Regions from separate parts of the Mus musculus genome. Here regions 2 and 3 are each linked to region 1. The links are chromatin contacts, called in public HiChIP or PLAC-seq and promoter capture Hi-C maps. All regions are on one chromosome and are shown on one strand. The core of a region is the stretch at or near the end of the contact, and the rest is flanking DNA. Distances in the headings are between cores, read along the strand shown. Region 1 holds the start of Itgb8 (integrin beta 8). Region 2 overlaps Tmem196 (transmembrane protein 196). Region 3 overlaps Tmem196 (transmembrane protein 196).

What was found. Promoter capture Hi-C pulls out the DNA fragments that hold promoters and counts their contacts. HiChIP or PLAC-seq counts read pairs in DNA pulled down with a chosen protein or histone mark.
Region 2: a contact with region 1 is called in an H3K4me3 HiChIP or PLAC-seq map of embryonic forebrain, with 5 times the contacts expected there. The contact joins the enhancer-like site here to the promoter of Itgb8 in region 1. A contact is called at or near these places in 15 of 39 promoter capture datasets (the 3T3-L1 cell line, 3T3-L1-derived adipocytes, the C10 cell line and 10 more), 7 of 115 datasets of contacts at active chromatin or transcription factors (astrocytes, embryonic brain, embryonic forebrain and 3 more) and 1 of 9 other capture datasets (liver).
Region 3: a contact with region 1 is called in a promoter capture Hi-C map of pre-B cells, with 4 times the contacts expected there. The contact joins the enhancer-like site here to the promoter of Itgb8 in region 1. A contact is called at or near these places in 15 of 39 promoter capture datasets (the 3T3-L1 cell line, 3T3-L1-derived adipocytes, the HPC-7 cell line and 12 more), 3 of 484 Hi-C or Micro-C datasets (bone marrow-derived macrophages, cerebral cortex and cortical neurons), 4 of 115 datasets of contacts at active chromatin or transcription factors (astrocytes, differentiating embryonic stem cells, fibro-adipogenic progenitors and 1 more) and 2 of 9 other capture datasets (adipose tissue and macrophages).

The regions. Positions count from the first base shown.
Region 1 is chr12:119,235,715-119,240,872 of GRCm38.p6, reverse strand. Itgb8 (integrin beta 8) reads left to right here and starts at 2,597. Exons shown (of 14, transcript NM_177290.3): 1 at 2,597-3,201. The coding sequence starts at 3,075.
Region 2 is chr12:120,012,505-120,017,662 of GRCm38.p6, reverse strand. Tmem196 (transmembrane protein 196) reads right to left here. Exons shown (of 5, transcript NM_001294154.2): 3 at 2,661-2,915; 4 at 1,457-1,530. Among named protein-coding and RNA genes, the nearest start is that of Tmem196, 69 kb to the right of the region's middle. Within about 2 kb of position 2,267, at least 33 of the 459 cell types and tissues checked have an H3K27ac peak or open chromatin away from gene starts, as enhancers often do. A contact at or near this core is called in embryonic brain, embryonic forebrain and oligodendrocyte precursor cells, where this site is marked.
Region 3 is chr12:119,963,069-119,968,226 of GRCm38.p6, reverse strand. All of the region lies in intron 1 of Tmem196 (transmembrane protein 196), which reads right to left. Among named protein-coding and RNA genes, the nearest start is that of Tmem196, 20 kb to the right of the region's middle. Within about 2 kb of position 2,661, at least 2 of the 459 cell types and tissues checked have an H3K27ac peak or open chromatin away from gene starts, as enhancers often do. A contact at or near this core is called in pre-B cells, where this site is marked.

The DNA.
Region 1 (5,158 bases), core at 1,348-3,847:
TCAGCTGTCTGGTCAATGAGCTTTGGAAATCCGTCTGGTCCTCTGGAGCTCGGGGAAGGGGGTCCCATGCCAAGCTTTTTATGTAGGTTGTGGGGATCCAAATTCAAGACCTCATGCTTGTGTGACATTTACCAACTGCAGTCTACCCCCAAACTCTGGCATGTATTTCGTGGCCAGAAATGGCTGTCTTTTGAATGACTTTCAACCTTTCCGAAACAAATTTATTTCATTGTTTTATCTTTTCACACAGTAGGTTTGAGTTCAGATGTAAAGTATATGAACACCTAACAATATAAAATTATATACTTTAGCAGTTTCACAAAATTTCATCCATTCTTATTGTATAAGCTTCTGTCTCATTTAGTATTGTAACTGTCATTTCTGATGTAAAAGCAGGTTGACTGAAACATTAATGTATCAGTAATTTCACAAGGCAGACTGGATGCTATTGAGATTAACTTGTTATCTTTGTCAGAGCTTTGCAATGCCTCAAGGGTTGCTGCATTGCCTAGGTTTGTCACATAATTTCAAGAAAATAAACACACTTCCCAGCTGAAGTGGCTCTAACCATATCTTCACTATGCTATGTTTTTGTTCCAACCTATCTCAGCTACTTTACAGTAGCTACATCTCAATGAAGATATCCAGGAAGAAATTTGAAAAACCAAAGAATGAAAATTTGAAAATGAAGTACAGTGGCTTGGAGTTGTGTTGACTGACATCAGTCGTTGAAGTATGGATTGCCCCCTTAGCTTCACAAATGATCCTCCTTAACAGATCTAGGGCACTTTACTAACTAGGTTCCTGGCTTTACTGTTAGTCCAATGTACAGTCCACACCTGAAGAAAGGGGAGTTTTTGATGTTGTGGTTTATTAACCAGGTACTTTCCATTCACTGTCAACAATTAGAAAACAGAAAGAAGTTTTTTAAAGAGGAGGGTTGGTGGGACCTCCTACTTGTTTTCTTTACTCCAAATAAGAAGCCGGAAACAATTAAGGAGAAAAAAATCCCCTATAGTTCACCTTGACCTGGCTGGACTGGGTCTGATGCCTGAAAAAAGTGGTGTTGTGTAAGCCACTAGTAAAAAAAAGTCGAACTGAACTTCAATACAATGAAAATTATTGGGCTCTAGGGGAAACTAGGAGCCAAGGTCTCCAGTATCAAATTAGAAAAGGAGCTCTTTCCCAAACCTAGAGAACTGTGTTTCTTCCTTCTCCTTAAGGTGTCGAGGGCGCTGACAAGACCTGGAGAGGCAATGCTACTACTTCCTTGGCTGTCCAGTTTAGCAACGCTTTAGCCTCACCCAAAACTGCAAAACTGAATTGCAAGCTTGTATTCATTCACTCTTCTGCTGCCATCTGCAACTTCTTGTTTCCTTTTACTGAGAAGGTGGCGTTTAAGGTCAAAAGATCCATTGTAACCAACAAAAGGCCAAAGAACCACAAACAGACCCTGGGAAAAAGCTAGGCTGCCCCTTTCAGGGCTGAGGGTCTACAAAAGGAACAACGAAATATATCTGACAGTAGAATACATCTTGTCTAAATCTCCAAAGTCTGGGAAGACCTCAGACAGATTTGGGATCAGACACAGGGCAAGGTCTTAAGGCTGCAAGGAAAGCGGGCAGTGAATACTCTGAGAGCAGTGTTGGGGGAGGGGAGAGGCCCCCGAAATCTACTTTGTATTCAGCAGCTGCGGGCCAGTAAGGATTCCTGAACAAAGGAGCACGCGGCAAGAGGATGAAATGTTGGGGTTCATGCTGCCACTCGAGCTGCGAGAAGTTTTCCACCTATACCGTTATGGAAGCGTTGGAACTCAGAATTGGGGGGCGAGGGGGTGAGAGAAAAGAGAACTCAGCATGCGATTCCTGTTGCGCCACTACGCACCAGGAATTCTTGAGAACGATGGGAATGGCAACTATTAGATTCGAGGGGGGAGAAAAAAGAGCTGGAGTGAGCAAAACAAAGAGCGAGTGTGGGCCGCGGTGACTTCATGCCTCACCAATGTCCCGCCCACGCTACTCCGAGCTGGAGCTGTTTGCTGCTTCTGCTGCTGCTGCTGTCCTGGGCCGCCACTGCGCTTGCTGGCGACCCAAGCAAGGAGCACTGTAGCGTGGGGAGGTTTCCTAGCAACTCTCAGCTCGGAGCACGCCCAGCCACCCGAAAGCTGGGAGCCCCCACGGGGGACCACAGAACTAGATCACCCCATCCCTGCCCATCGCCTGCCTCTCTTCCCTCTCATCCCAGAACGCATCAGCTGCCAGGGTTCTGGGTGGCCAGACGCCTGAGCCGACAGAGTCCGAGAAAGGACAAGGGTACGCAGCTCCCTCCCAGCGAGGTGCATGGAACATCCCCTTCTAGCCCAGTAAGCAACTGGGATGCCTTGTTGGTTGCCCGCGAGTGCAGACAGGAGCTTCTAGGGAGCTCGCGGAGCTGCTTCCCCAAGCTGCTGGCACCCGTGTCTCCTCTCCCGCCAATCGGAACGCTGCCGCCTGAACCTCTGCTAGCTGCGACTAAGTGGAGTTGGCCTCCCTGCCCACCTGTGGAAGAAGCTAGCACCGACTGATGCGCCAGCAACTCCCCCACCCCCTTGGCCTTCTAGCCGTCCCCTCCCACTAAAGCAGCATCACCCTGTGAATTACATTAGGGTGGTTTTCCCCCCAGCCTCAGGCTTTGTTTGGGTTTGATTGTGTTTGGCTCTTCGCTAAGCTGATTTATGCAGCAGAGCCCCATCGGCTGGGGAGAAACAAAAGCTCTTTTCTTTGTCTGGGAGCGGACTGTGGAGCCCGTACTTGCTTCGCCCCCGCGGGCCATCGGCTGTCCAAGGAGGTGCTTTTTGTTGAGACTGCAAGCCCCGCCGTGCGGAGCTGGGAGGGCCTTAAGGGCCCTGAGATGCAGAGAGCTGCCCTGGACCGAATACCTGTATCGCCTACTGAGAGCAACTGGGTCGGCCAACCCGGCCTGTCGAAAAGGTCCTAGGGACTCGCAGCCCACGGGCCTCAAGGTGCGCTCTCAAGTCGGGAGAGCGCATCAGGAAAGCAACTAGGCAGTAGGCACCGGGCGGGCTGCTTTGCATTATGTGCGGCTCGGCCCTGGCTTTTCTGACTGCTGCACTGCTCTCTCTGCACAACTGCCAGCGAGGTCCAGCCTTGGTTCTTGGGGCAGCCTGGGTATTTTCACTTGTTCTCGGACTGGGCCAAAGTGGTAAGTTATTTTACTTTGTTTTCTTCCCTTCTCCCAAAGTCTTGGGCTGGTATTGAGAGCTTATGGCCTGGGCATCCCTGACAGGTAAGTGGAAGATGTCAGTCCTGGTCAGTCCTGCTGAGACTTCAGGAGGGCAGGTGTGTAACAAAGTTCTCCATAAAGAAGCCAGGTATCAGGCATTTTCACCCCTAAGTGACAGCAATAGTCCACAGTGCTGGGAAAAGTTTATTTGAGTTGAAGTTTGGGAAAGAGTCTGTTGTACTTACAGAATGCAGTTTGGGGGTTCCAGTATTTCCTGAGGATATCACTATATAGTCTGTATTCCCCAACTTTTCACCTTAGGGGTGGAGCATCATCCACTAAGAGCCTGTGGCTAAGATGGTTTATAAAAGGAAAGAGTCTTTCATTTATTGGTCTAAGAAAGAACAAGTTTCTTCTGCCATAACATTCAGCTTGAATGAATTAATGCCCTTGAGGAATATCCATTCATGGTTTAAGCCACTGCCCTGCGGAGGGGTGGGATTGTTAAATTATTGTGGCTAAATGATCTGTCCCCTAAGTTTGGTCTCTGTTACCAAGAGGTCACCTCTCTATAAACTTTTATTGTCTTCATCTGTAAAACAGATATAGATGCCTACCTTTCCCAAGTCATTTCTAGTCAGACAGTGCATGAGAGGGGGCTTGGCACTTTAACATGTTAGCATTGTATTCTTGGTGACTCATGAAACAGAATAAGTAATAATAACAATCTAAGGATTAAATTTACCATAGAGGCCAAATGTTTTTTTTTTTTTTTTTTGCAGATGGAGTTACCATTGCCTTATTTATTTATTTATTTATTTACTTACTTACTTACTTTTCCCTTCGGGTTACTAATCCCTTAAATTTTATTAGAGACTTACTGTAGTCTCTCAACCTTAAAGGAGTTTTAATTAATAGCCTCACTTCTGTTGTAAAACTGAAATTTAGTCCTTTACTTTAAATTGGTGTGCTGGCTTTCTTCCTGAAGTTAACTAAAGTAAATACTTATATGTAAAAGTTTATAATAGAGAAGCCCAGGCAATTTCTTCTAATTATTGCATATATAGTTGTCTAGCATTAGTTTTGGGTGAGATTTTCCTAGTTGTATCAAACAGGACAAACTAGAGTCAACTTTCATTTTGTAGTTATTTTGAGACTTTGAGATTTCAAAATAAATGAAACCTAATACAAAGGAAAGAGTCACACTCCTTATCAAGTATCTTTTGAATGGAACATGTGTTTGCCACAGCAGATTTTCCACTGAGCTTAATTCCACCCTATGTCAGTAAATAAAGTGTTCTCCTAGATTTAGTAAACATTCGCACCAATAAACTGACCAAAACTTATGTCAACAGAATATATTTTGTTCCAAAGAAAGTCTCACTCACCTTTAATCTTTGCTAATAACAAAGGTTTTTAAAAGTTCATTGTGCTTGTAGAGATAAGTCAAGTTCCTGTGTACCAGCAAGATATTTCCATCCAGTGACTATTATTGATTTGAAGCAAGTATTATGAATGGGCTGCCTTGCACCTGCTGACCTGAAAAGTGAATGCTTATCTGAAATCAAAACAAGGCATCCTTTTCCCAGTCCCTGTCAATATACAAAAGCTTCTGATGTATAATGACTTGCATGGTAGTTTAAAACATGAAAAAAAAATTATAGCCAGTACTACTCAGCAAATTAGAGATCACTATAAACAGCTGTACTTTGTGATACAGCTACAAGTCTTAAATTACAGGTCTTACTGTGCAAATTAAATGCTTAAAGCAGAATAGAAATTTAGGTATCGGTTACAAAGGAAATCTTGTTCCCATGCCCAGTAGTTTACACCAAGAAGATGCTGAGGGCAATAAAGCCATAGTAAGAAGACTATAGCTATATATCACTTCAGTTTTATTTTTAAAGAACAATTTATACAAATGTACATTAGACTT
Region 2 (5,158 bases), core at 1,018-3,517, 780 kb before region 1:
TTAGACACATACTAAGTACCTGGAGCTGGCCTTGAATTTCTGACCCTCTTGTTTCTACCTTCTGAGTTTTAGAAACCCAGGCATGTGCCACTGTGCCTGGTCTACAAGATGCTTGAGATACTAGGCAATAACTCTACAATCTAGGTCACTTTCCCAGGTCCTGAGTTTATGATTAGGGGCCAATTCACATTTACCATAGTACATGTATTATAGATAGTATATTAGCAAATTTGTCTATTATGCAAGATTTACAATTCTGTATTTTAAGAAGCTGACTTTCAAAAGGGTGGCAAAAATATTTCAAGTGAAGCTGTTTTCTTAGTCTTCTGCTTGCTACCCATTTCTATCTTGTTTCTGTCAGGGAGACTTCTAAGGATGAGCACAGTGAAAACGGGACTAAAAATGTGGAATAATTGGGCTGGTATTAAGCTTATAATGATAAAAGGTGATTGACAGAAAAATTAGCCAAACTCAATTCCCAAAATTAATATAAAATTTAATGAAGCACATTTTATTTTATCCTGCTAGAAGAGAAAGAAAACTTCTTAGTAAGTACATAGAAATAAGAATCTCAGTTGCCTTTTCCATTCCCTAAAAAGACTTCAAATAAAAGCCTAAAGCTCACACAACTAAGGTATCAATATTTTCTGTAAGATTTTAAGAAAAATGTTTTCTAAAATCTTATAAATTTAAACAATACTCTTAACAAAATTCATTCAATCACAGACACAGTAAAATTACCATTAGAAAATAATAGCGAAAGTTAGTTTTAAATGGATGAGTCTCATCATTTCATTTGCAAATTGGCATTTACAATTTAATAAGACCATACTCCTAATCTGGGCAAGAACATACTTGGACATTTATAAATAAATATACTTCTTTTAAATGGACTGCAAATGTAACTTTCTGCATTTCCAGTTATTCTCTTTGGCCAAACTAAGAGTCTTGAATATTTATTGTTAACAACTGGAAATATGTGAAATGAATTGGAATATCAGATAATTTTACCAAAAGAAAAATTACACACAGACATTTTACTATATTAATGTTAAACTTTGGCTATTGGTTCATGCAATTTTGGCATGATAGAATTACAGTTTGTCTTTATCCAGACTCATCTATTATTAAAACAAAAGTCTCATCTGTGAATGATGGTACTGAGTCAGAATTGTGATGCAGCAGAGAATAAAGGGAATAGTGAATCATCCAAGCAGTACAGTACTTGGATGCTTAGAGGCAGGCTGAATATTTGAAATACTCAACCAACATTGAAGCTGTAAGATTTTGCCATGTAGGTTTATGTCTGTTCCTCAGAGTAACCCTTCTAAAAGTGATACTTTGAGGAGCACACAGCATCAGTCCAGACTGATCTGTGGATGCCATGGCTTTCTAATAGAGGCAGTGCTTCCTGTAGCAACATTACAACATGGTAACTCCCTAGAAGTCAGCGTACCTTGTAGGTAACTCTGGTGTCGGGGGCACCACCGGGCAGCTGGGCAAGTCGGTTATTTCAATAGCCCTCAATCTCTAATGTAAATATAACAATTATACAATAAATATTGAAGAAACATATGCAAAGAAAAGCTAAATAACACCAGCATAAAAACAGAATATAAAGGAGCTGCTATCATATGCAATAATCTTCTATTTTAATAACCCACTTAAAACTAATAAGTCCTTTTATTTTGAATGACATGTACAAATCTGACCACAATTGCTTCCTTGGGACAATCAATGAGAATCTCTTCTCTGTATGTATAGATATACAAAATAAAGACAGATGAACAACAAAATAAATATTTAACTTGAAAATAACATGATGATATGCATAACTCTTGCTACTATTTCTTTTATGCTATGACTGTATGATTTTATTTTCAAGAAATAAATCAAAATGTAATTTTCCCATTATCTTAGTGAGTTTTACAGATGTTTATCTTTTCCTGAATAGATCAAGTAATAGGAACTGAATTTAAAAATGTGTATCAAACTAAATGTGTTAATAGGAACACATTCAGATCTTTCTATAATGTTTGCTCCTTAATGCAACTAATGTAAGTTTCTGTTTGAATAGGTTTCATGAAACAATTATGCAATCAGCATTTTGTAAAATACAGGCAAAGCTATACAAATATGCATGAAGTTTAGACGAGAATTCAATGAAGCTTTATATGGATTGTAATATCTTCACTGATAGACAAGGCTTTTTGTTGCCTCACTAAAGAGCCTCTTTTATGCTTGAGGACCTAATTTACATAATCAAATGCATCTACTTATAAGCACAAAGGATGTACTGGAAAAGAGAATTCATGTGATTTCTAAAGCTGGCATTATTGAGTGGAGGCTGTATTTAGTTTATGTTTTTCCTCACTATAATACATAAAAATCCATATTTATAAGGTGCTTAATATTTTATAAAATGCCATTTTAGGAGCTATGGTTTCAAATAGACAGAGGCTACAAAATTCTGCTGAAAATGGCTGTACTTATGAATTGCAGAGAAAACTAATTAAAAACCCCTGCTCTTAATATAATAGGGTCAGAATTACAAAATGTGATTCCACAAATTGCCATGTAAGCTTGCAAATTGATCCACCTAGATTGTAGTGTTCATTGCATGGTAGCAGTGTGAGGCAAAATGAAAAAGAAAAACTCACTTTCTCAGCCATTTCATGAGAGTGATGCAGGGAATGTTCCCTTTCTGAGAACATCCTCCTTTGCTCATAGCTGGCTAGACGACAAGTGAGCCAAGAGGAGACAGTGCAGCCCCCAATGCCGATACATGCCAAAGACATGGAAGCGAGATGCAGTGGGTACAGGGAGGAGGTCTTTTTTGTGACTGCCCGAAGAAACTGAAAATTCAGGATGCCTCCAATGAGTCCACAGATACAGCACGCTGAAAAGAGGATCATCTAAGAAAAAGAAGAAAAGGGAAGTTAAAGTTGATAAGGCTGTGATGTCCAGAACATAGAGCCTGATGTTGCTGCAGGCTAAGAATGGTGAACCTTCAATGAAAAGAATACTCTTTCTTTGTTTATAAGGAGGTAGAACAGGTGTGCCTGTCAGTAACGACTTCATTCAGTCTGACATAATGTTGATAAAGTACATCATAGAACTTCCAAAATGGAACCAATAGTATATCTTATGATACTCTGAAGGAAACCAAATTTAGCTTTTGGCTAGTTTCAGATGAAAATAATAACCATGTCCTATATGCATGCTTATTGTGTGAAGAACAGATATCAGCTGCATGATTCCTAATACAATATAACTGTATTATGCACGTATGAGATATTTGTACAATATGTTGTATAATACAATAGTAATAGTATTAGTGCATTTGGAAGAATGAATAGTGATCAGGTCAGATTCTTTGACTTAAATTCAGCTTTATTTTGTTATCTTTTCTAAGCATCCAAGTATCTATAATTTTCAACCTCGGTGAACTTTGGGAATTTATCTCAATCTTCTTTTTTTCTTCATTACTTTCTTGTATATATCTTCTAATAGGTATCTTAGGGACTTTCTATAACCTGGCCCAGCACCATTCAATTATTTTTGTTGTTCTCTGGCACCACCGTGAACTGTTACAGTGTTGTTTGATTGAGTGTGGTTTTTACTGTTGATCTTACATTTGGCTTAACACGAGTATCTATTTATAAAGATAAGATGTTAACTCAACCTAAAGAGGATCCTTGGCGGCATGTGCTTTCTGTGTAGTAAATATCCTTTGAATACTTAATAAATTTAGTTGACTATTTATAGAGCTTCATAATAACTTTATGTGCTTTAAGCAACTGGTTTAAATTACCTTATAGGATTTAATAGATCTTCTATAAGGCTGTACTAACTTATTACCCAGTCATATTTTTATTTTATGGAACACGGTAGCCAATTACACTCCTCTCCCTGGTCCTTGGGACAAAACATTAGGCCTCTTACATGCTAGGCATGGACTACTTTGTACCTGTACAACTGTACTATCCCCACCCAAGCCTTTCTTGCCCATTGATACACATTTTATCTCAAGGACACTTATATTTTCCTGGAAGTAATTTTGCTTTTTCTTTGGACCGACCCCTAGCAGGAAAAATAAGTCGTAACTTTTTCAGAAGGCCTTACTGGACATTATTGATATTATCTGTTGTGTTAATTCTTTAGGGAAAACAGTTTTATAACTTACTTTAGTGTTTATTTTTACATTATAAGATATTGTTTGTTATCAGTAGTTAGTTGAGTTCAACAATTATTTTTTGAGTATCTAGTACCTACTGACCCTAAGTGAGAGCTTCTATATCATGAGTAATCTTGTGTTAATACTCTTGAGTGTAATGAAGTTTAACATATAAGCATGACATGGTCAATGGGGGTGGAGGGAGTGGAAGGGAGAATAGGCTGATTTAGGAATAGAGAGAGGAAAAAATTATTCAAATAGTATTGTAAGCAATTTCCTTGAATGAAGTTCCAGGCGAGGCAATGAATGTATGAAGCACCACTAAATAAAGTTTGACAGGCAAAGCTTTCTATTAGTACAGTTATTTGTTTCATTTTTCCAACTTAATTCTGCTTTACTTATTGTGATTATGTCAGGGTACTTATTATCAGGACTGAAGATCTTATGATGGAGGAATACAATCTTTGTATATTTGATTTAATATAGCATTGAAAATTGATTACCAAATCACCAAATCATCCCATCTAGTGGCAATATGCATTTCAAAATTTAAGTGGAATCAACCAGTTACAGCCTATTTTAAATAATACTCATTTGCCTTGCAGTTTCTTGAGTATATATTTTGGTGTTTACTAATTCACAGATAATACTAAATGGTTATACACTGTAGCATTCAACTAAGGAATGACTGTTATGATAAAAGTAGATGAAATATTTATTTTAAAATAAACATGTCTCTTGTTAATGTTATTCTTGGTATCTGCAATAGTTGATTACACTGCATTCATATGCATTGGTAGAAAAGTGTCACCTTTGAATTAAAATATTAGAATTAATATCCAGGTTCTTAATCATATACTATTTCAAATCATATTAGGTAAGAGATTATAGACTGAAGAGATATAGTAAAGAATACATGTTATAAAACATTCACTGTTCAGCATAAAATCCTTGGGGTTACCTACTATTATTGAACTTCAT
Region 3 (5,158 bases), core at 1,412-3,911, 730 kb before region 1:
GCTGAACCAGTATCTATCTGGGATTTGGACACCATTATGATCTTCAGCCTATGACTCCAGTATTCTGTGTTATAGTGAGCAAGATTGTGAGTGGACTACCTTTGGAGGAGGACAGATTTGGGATAGGTGGTTGTGGAGGGGTAAGCACGAAGTGGGATATAATTTGAGATGTCAATAACTCTTACCTCTGAACGTATTTTTCAATTCAAATATTACATGTAAAATATCTTAAAGCTTCAAGAGACAAGGGAATAACACAGTATGCTGGTCACTGTATTAGCTTCATCTATTTTTAGTTCATTCTGCAATCATTTTGTTGTTCATTGTGTGCACAGCCAGATGTAAAGCAATCATTGAAAGAGATCCAACAGGAATATTTTCAACTTTAAAATCTCTCAAAATGAGTCTCATTTCAGTTTTTATGCAATCCTTTCTTATATTCATCACTCTAATGTCCTTTCTTAAAAGGAGAGACTTTTGACTTTTCCTCTTCTCACAAAATTTCCATCAAATTAGGCACTGTGATCCATTCATTCCATATATACAACAGTCTTCATTTCATTCAGGGCCTTACAAGCCCTTATCTAGATTATCTAAGAACCCACAAAAGAATTTTATTTCTTGTGTTTCTAAATTGCATTCTAACATCTTAAGTATGAGTTTCAGCATTTGCCCCTTTTGCTCTGCCTGTTTCAGTAGCTTTCTTGACATCCTGGATTGCCAGCGGGACTTAGACATATTTCTTTTCAGTTTGCCAACAAGTCTGCTGATCATTATCTATTGTCAGACTGAATTCAAGTTATCTCATTTATCTTGAGTGTATCATCTATGCTCATTTGTCTTCTTTAGTTGGAACTTTTATTCACATTCTTAACCTACTGATTGATTTTGTTAACTTGACATAAACCTAGACATATTTTAGAAGAGGAAGTCTTATGTGAGAAAATTCCTCTATAAGTGTTTGAAATACTTTCTTGATTAATGATAAATATGGAAGATCCCAGACCAGTGTGAGCATTGCTACTTTGAACAGGTGGTCCTGAGTTTTAAAGAAAGCAGGCAAAGCAAGTTTAAGAAGCCAACAGGTGAGTAGTATATACTGATCAGTAATACATTCTGATTCAGCTTGGAAAAATGAACTCCACAGAGGATGAAACAATAGAGAAGCAAAGATACTAAGAAGCAATCCATGGTCTCTGCTCCAGTTCCTGCCTCCAGGTTCTTACACTGAGTTCCTGCCAAGACTTCTTTCAGTGATGGAGTGTAACCTGAAGGTTGTGAGAATGAAATAAACCTTTTCTTCCCCCAAGTTGCTTTTGGTCATGAGCTTTTAGCACAGCAATAGAAATCCTAAGACATACCTTTTCTTCAGAGTTCACTTGAAATTCTTTCATCAGACTTAATACCATCTATTTTTTTTCTATTCTCAGAGTAACCTTTTGAGGGTGGTATTACATTTGACTCATTTATTTAGTATCTATGTCAATATATTTGGAGCTCTGTAAGGAAGAAAACGTGTTTTATTCATCTTAAAACTACCACCATCTCATTTCTTCCATCTGGAGTATTCTGTGTGTTCATTGGATTAGAGCAGGCATTTGCTAAAATGTTGGAATGGAAAGATAAGTGCGTGGTTTTATATTCATGAGCTATTCTTAGCTCCGCAATACTTATTTGTAAGATAAAGTGATAGTTTTAATTACCATATTTTACTAAAGTTGCACGTTTAAAGATAATCAGTGACCTCTTACTTTTTGTCCCTACTCTCCTTGGACTCTGTTACTGGATTTTTCCCTTTGTTCATCCTTTTGAATTTTGTAAAGTCTGAGAATTCTTCTTACTATATGTTTTTGTTAGGGTTTCTTTTGGTATGAACCAAGACAATTCTTATTAAAAACAACATTTAATTGGGCTGGCTTACAGTTTCAGAGGTTCATTCAGTTCATTGTCATCAAGGCTGAAAGCATGGCAGTGTTCAGACAGGCATGAAGCTGGAGGAGCTGAGAGTTCTACTCTAGTTCCAAAGGCAAACAGGAAAACACTGGCATCCTCAGGCAGCCAGGAGGAAGCTCTCAAAGACCCCCTCTACAGTGACACACTTCCTCCAACAAAGCCACACCTCCTATTAATGCCACTTCATCGGTTAAGCATATTTAAACAACCACACTACATGTAGTTGCATCTTCAGCTATTACTCCTCTCTCAACAACTTTTCACATCTATGCATCGAGCACTGTCTTCCTTTGAACCCAGTCAGAGTTCCAACTGTCTCTTCCAACACAAAGCTTACACTTTAATTACACTTTAAAAATCTTTAATATATACTTTTATCGCATCAGCTAGTGTTTAGAGCAGCAGAAGGCTGCTATTTTGATTTTTCACAATTTATTTATCACTATCTTGGTAATTATGCTTATTTTTATGTTGAAGAAATCATGTATATCTTATCCTTGGTTGTAAGTTTCTCATTCCCCACAGCTCTGTGAACTAGGGCTGAATTTATTAGGATAGTTTAGTACTTGCTTTAGAATTATACAACAAAGTAAGGTAAGAGAAAAAGAGGACAAATATTAGAAATTTTGTTTCTTTAGTTAGTATCTGCTGGCCCTAGAAATGAGAGTCATATCAGACCTACTTGTGGTCATGGCATGGAAAGTGAAAGTAAGCCCAAGGCACTAAGCTGCCTCACAAACCTCCTTTATTGCCTGGGTGTCCCAACAGCTATTATCTTACTACTGGAAACCTTTTCCCCTCTAGAGTTTCTCATTTCTGGAAATAGCACAGTGATCCACTCTTTTCTCATTTCAATATGTAGAAGTCCTTATCAATACTTCCTTCATACTCCCATATGCTATATTTAGTGAAACTCATGACATTGTTCCTATGATTTCCAGGAAATTTCCAAAACCTTTGTTCCAGTATCCATTCCATTGCTTCAGCATGATTCCCAGGCACTAGCATTTCTTATCAGTGCTACAAAAACGGTTTCAAGTTAGTCTTTCCTTGACTTATCAAATCAATTGATATTTGAAATTTTTACCTTCATGTTTAAAAATATTTCAAAGATATCCAAAACATTTATATGGACCACAATCTATAGAATGAGCTATCATTTTCTTGAGTTTTAACCTTTACTGAATTTTACTGGAGCTTTTCAAACGTACAAAATTCTTCCTCCTACAAGGACCTGACATGTGATGCTTCATTTTCTTGTAGTCTCCTTATTCCCTATTTGAATGGTGCCCATTCATGACTCAGTTTGCTGCTTCAGTATTCATTGTTGCTTCATGGAAGTGTCCATCAACTTTCTTAAGTGAGTCATGCTATCCTCACTTTTCTTATTGCATTGTGACTAAACAGATAATATTAATCTACTTCAATAATATAAACAATGGAAAAGGTAAAGCCTTTGCATTATCGTGGGACTTTTTTTTTCTGATTCTCTAGTACAATAAAGCATAGCACAACATTTGATACATAATACAAGGGTGGATACTTCATGAAAAGGTGTACCACTGAAAACATTCATTATCCTGCCTATCACAAATGGATTTTCAGTTTGGTGTTCCTGATTCAGAACGCTCACCAATCTCTATAACCCAGGCAGAGTGTGAGTCTCTATCTCCACACCCTATCTTCAGCATTTTCCACAGTCCATAGCCTGCTACATTTTGAAGATTCTGCTTCCTTGAGGTTTATCACAGCAGCAATTTTTACTGCCATTCTCAGTGGTGTTTCCTCTACTCTGATCATTAATTTTAGCAAGAAAGGTAGGAATAACCTCTTTGTTTCTAATTCTTTACACTTATTTACATGGTTATTAAAAGAATAGATTAGACATGTGGATTTTATTCTCAGAAACTTTAAAATAATTTAATGGTCATTCCTTACTAACACAAATGCAATTCTAATATCATCATATAGGGCCATAGTTATCAATGCTTAGACTAAGACTACTCTTGATTTTTTGTGCATTTTGTGCTCTGGCACCAACATTCTCTTTGCTATTCTCTGACTTTCATGGGCTATACTTTCACCAACTTGACATGACATACTTTTCTCATTTTTCTTGTATCCTCTGTATTTGTATTTGTGTTTACTAGGAGGTAGTCTAATGTGTGGTTAAAGTGACTTCTCTGTGGGTGGATTAGGAGGTTTAAAGCATGGGTTTGTAGCTTTTAGAAAGCTACTTAAATTGTTTCTCACTGTTTCTTTCTTAACTAGATTCATGAGTGTATAACTCAAATCATTATTTAAAATATTAAATAAAAGAGTAGACATCAATCACTTAGATGAACCCCAGAGCCAAATGCTCATAGTTTCTTGCATTTATTTTTGGACCATCAGTTGGGTGTAGAACCCAGTGTGCTACCAGTTGTCAAAATGATTTTCTAGGGAAATTACACTTCCCTTCATGTATTAAAGCTTTGTTTTTATGAAAAGCTACTTTTATAATACCAGTTATATTAAAAAACAAACAGAAAAAAGACAATGGATGATAAGTGATCTGAATTTTAAAATAGGAAAAACTATGTGGTAAACATGATCAACTGCACTTTCCAACTCTACAGGAATTTTGTACAAGCAATGTGAAAATGTACCATAAAACATGAATAGGTATTGAAGGGCTTTGTTACCAAAATACAGTTAATTGTGCACTAAGGGGAAACAATTATACTATGCAGACAGGAACTCCTGGATTTCCTTAGTTTTTCTTATGTACATATTTACGCTAGGCAAGTCAATGGGATTTTCTAAGCCTCATCTTTAGAAAAAGGAATGTGGATTAAATGAAAATGAGACCTTATTATAGTTTTGATAGTCTCTTATCACCAAATTACATGGTTTTATTTTTTCTCATTCATTTTAGTAGATATTTCTCCACTATCTATCATGATATAAGCTACAGCTTTTTTGATACTAAGGAAGTGATGTATAATTGTTACAATTTCTATTATCTTTATAAAAATGAGACTAGTATTAATATCACTCGGTTATGGGTTAAAGGGTGAACTCATGTGAAAAGTCTATAAATATTTATTCTCTTCCTCTTTTTGGAAAAATTCCTTAAACACTCACTTGGTATTTGGAATCATTTTAACTAGACATTATTTTGAGCACTAATGTAAGATCTCTCTCTCTCTCTCTCTCTCTCTCA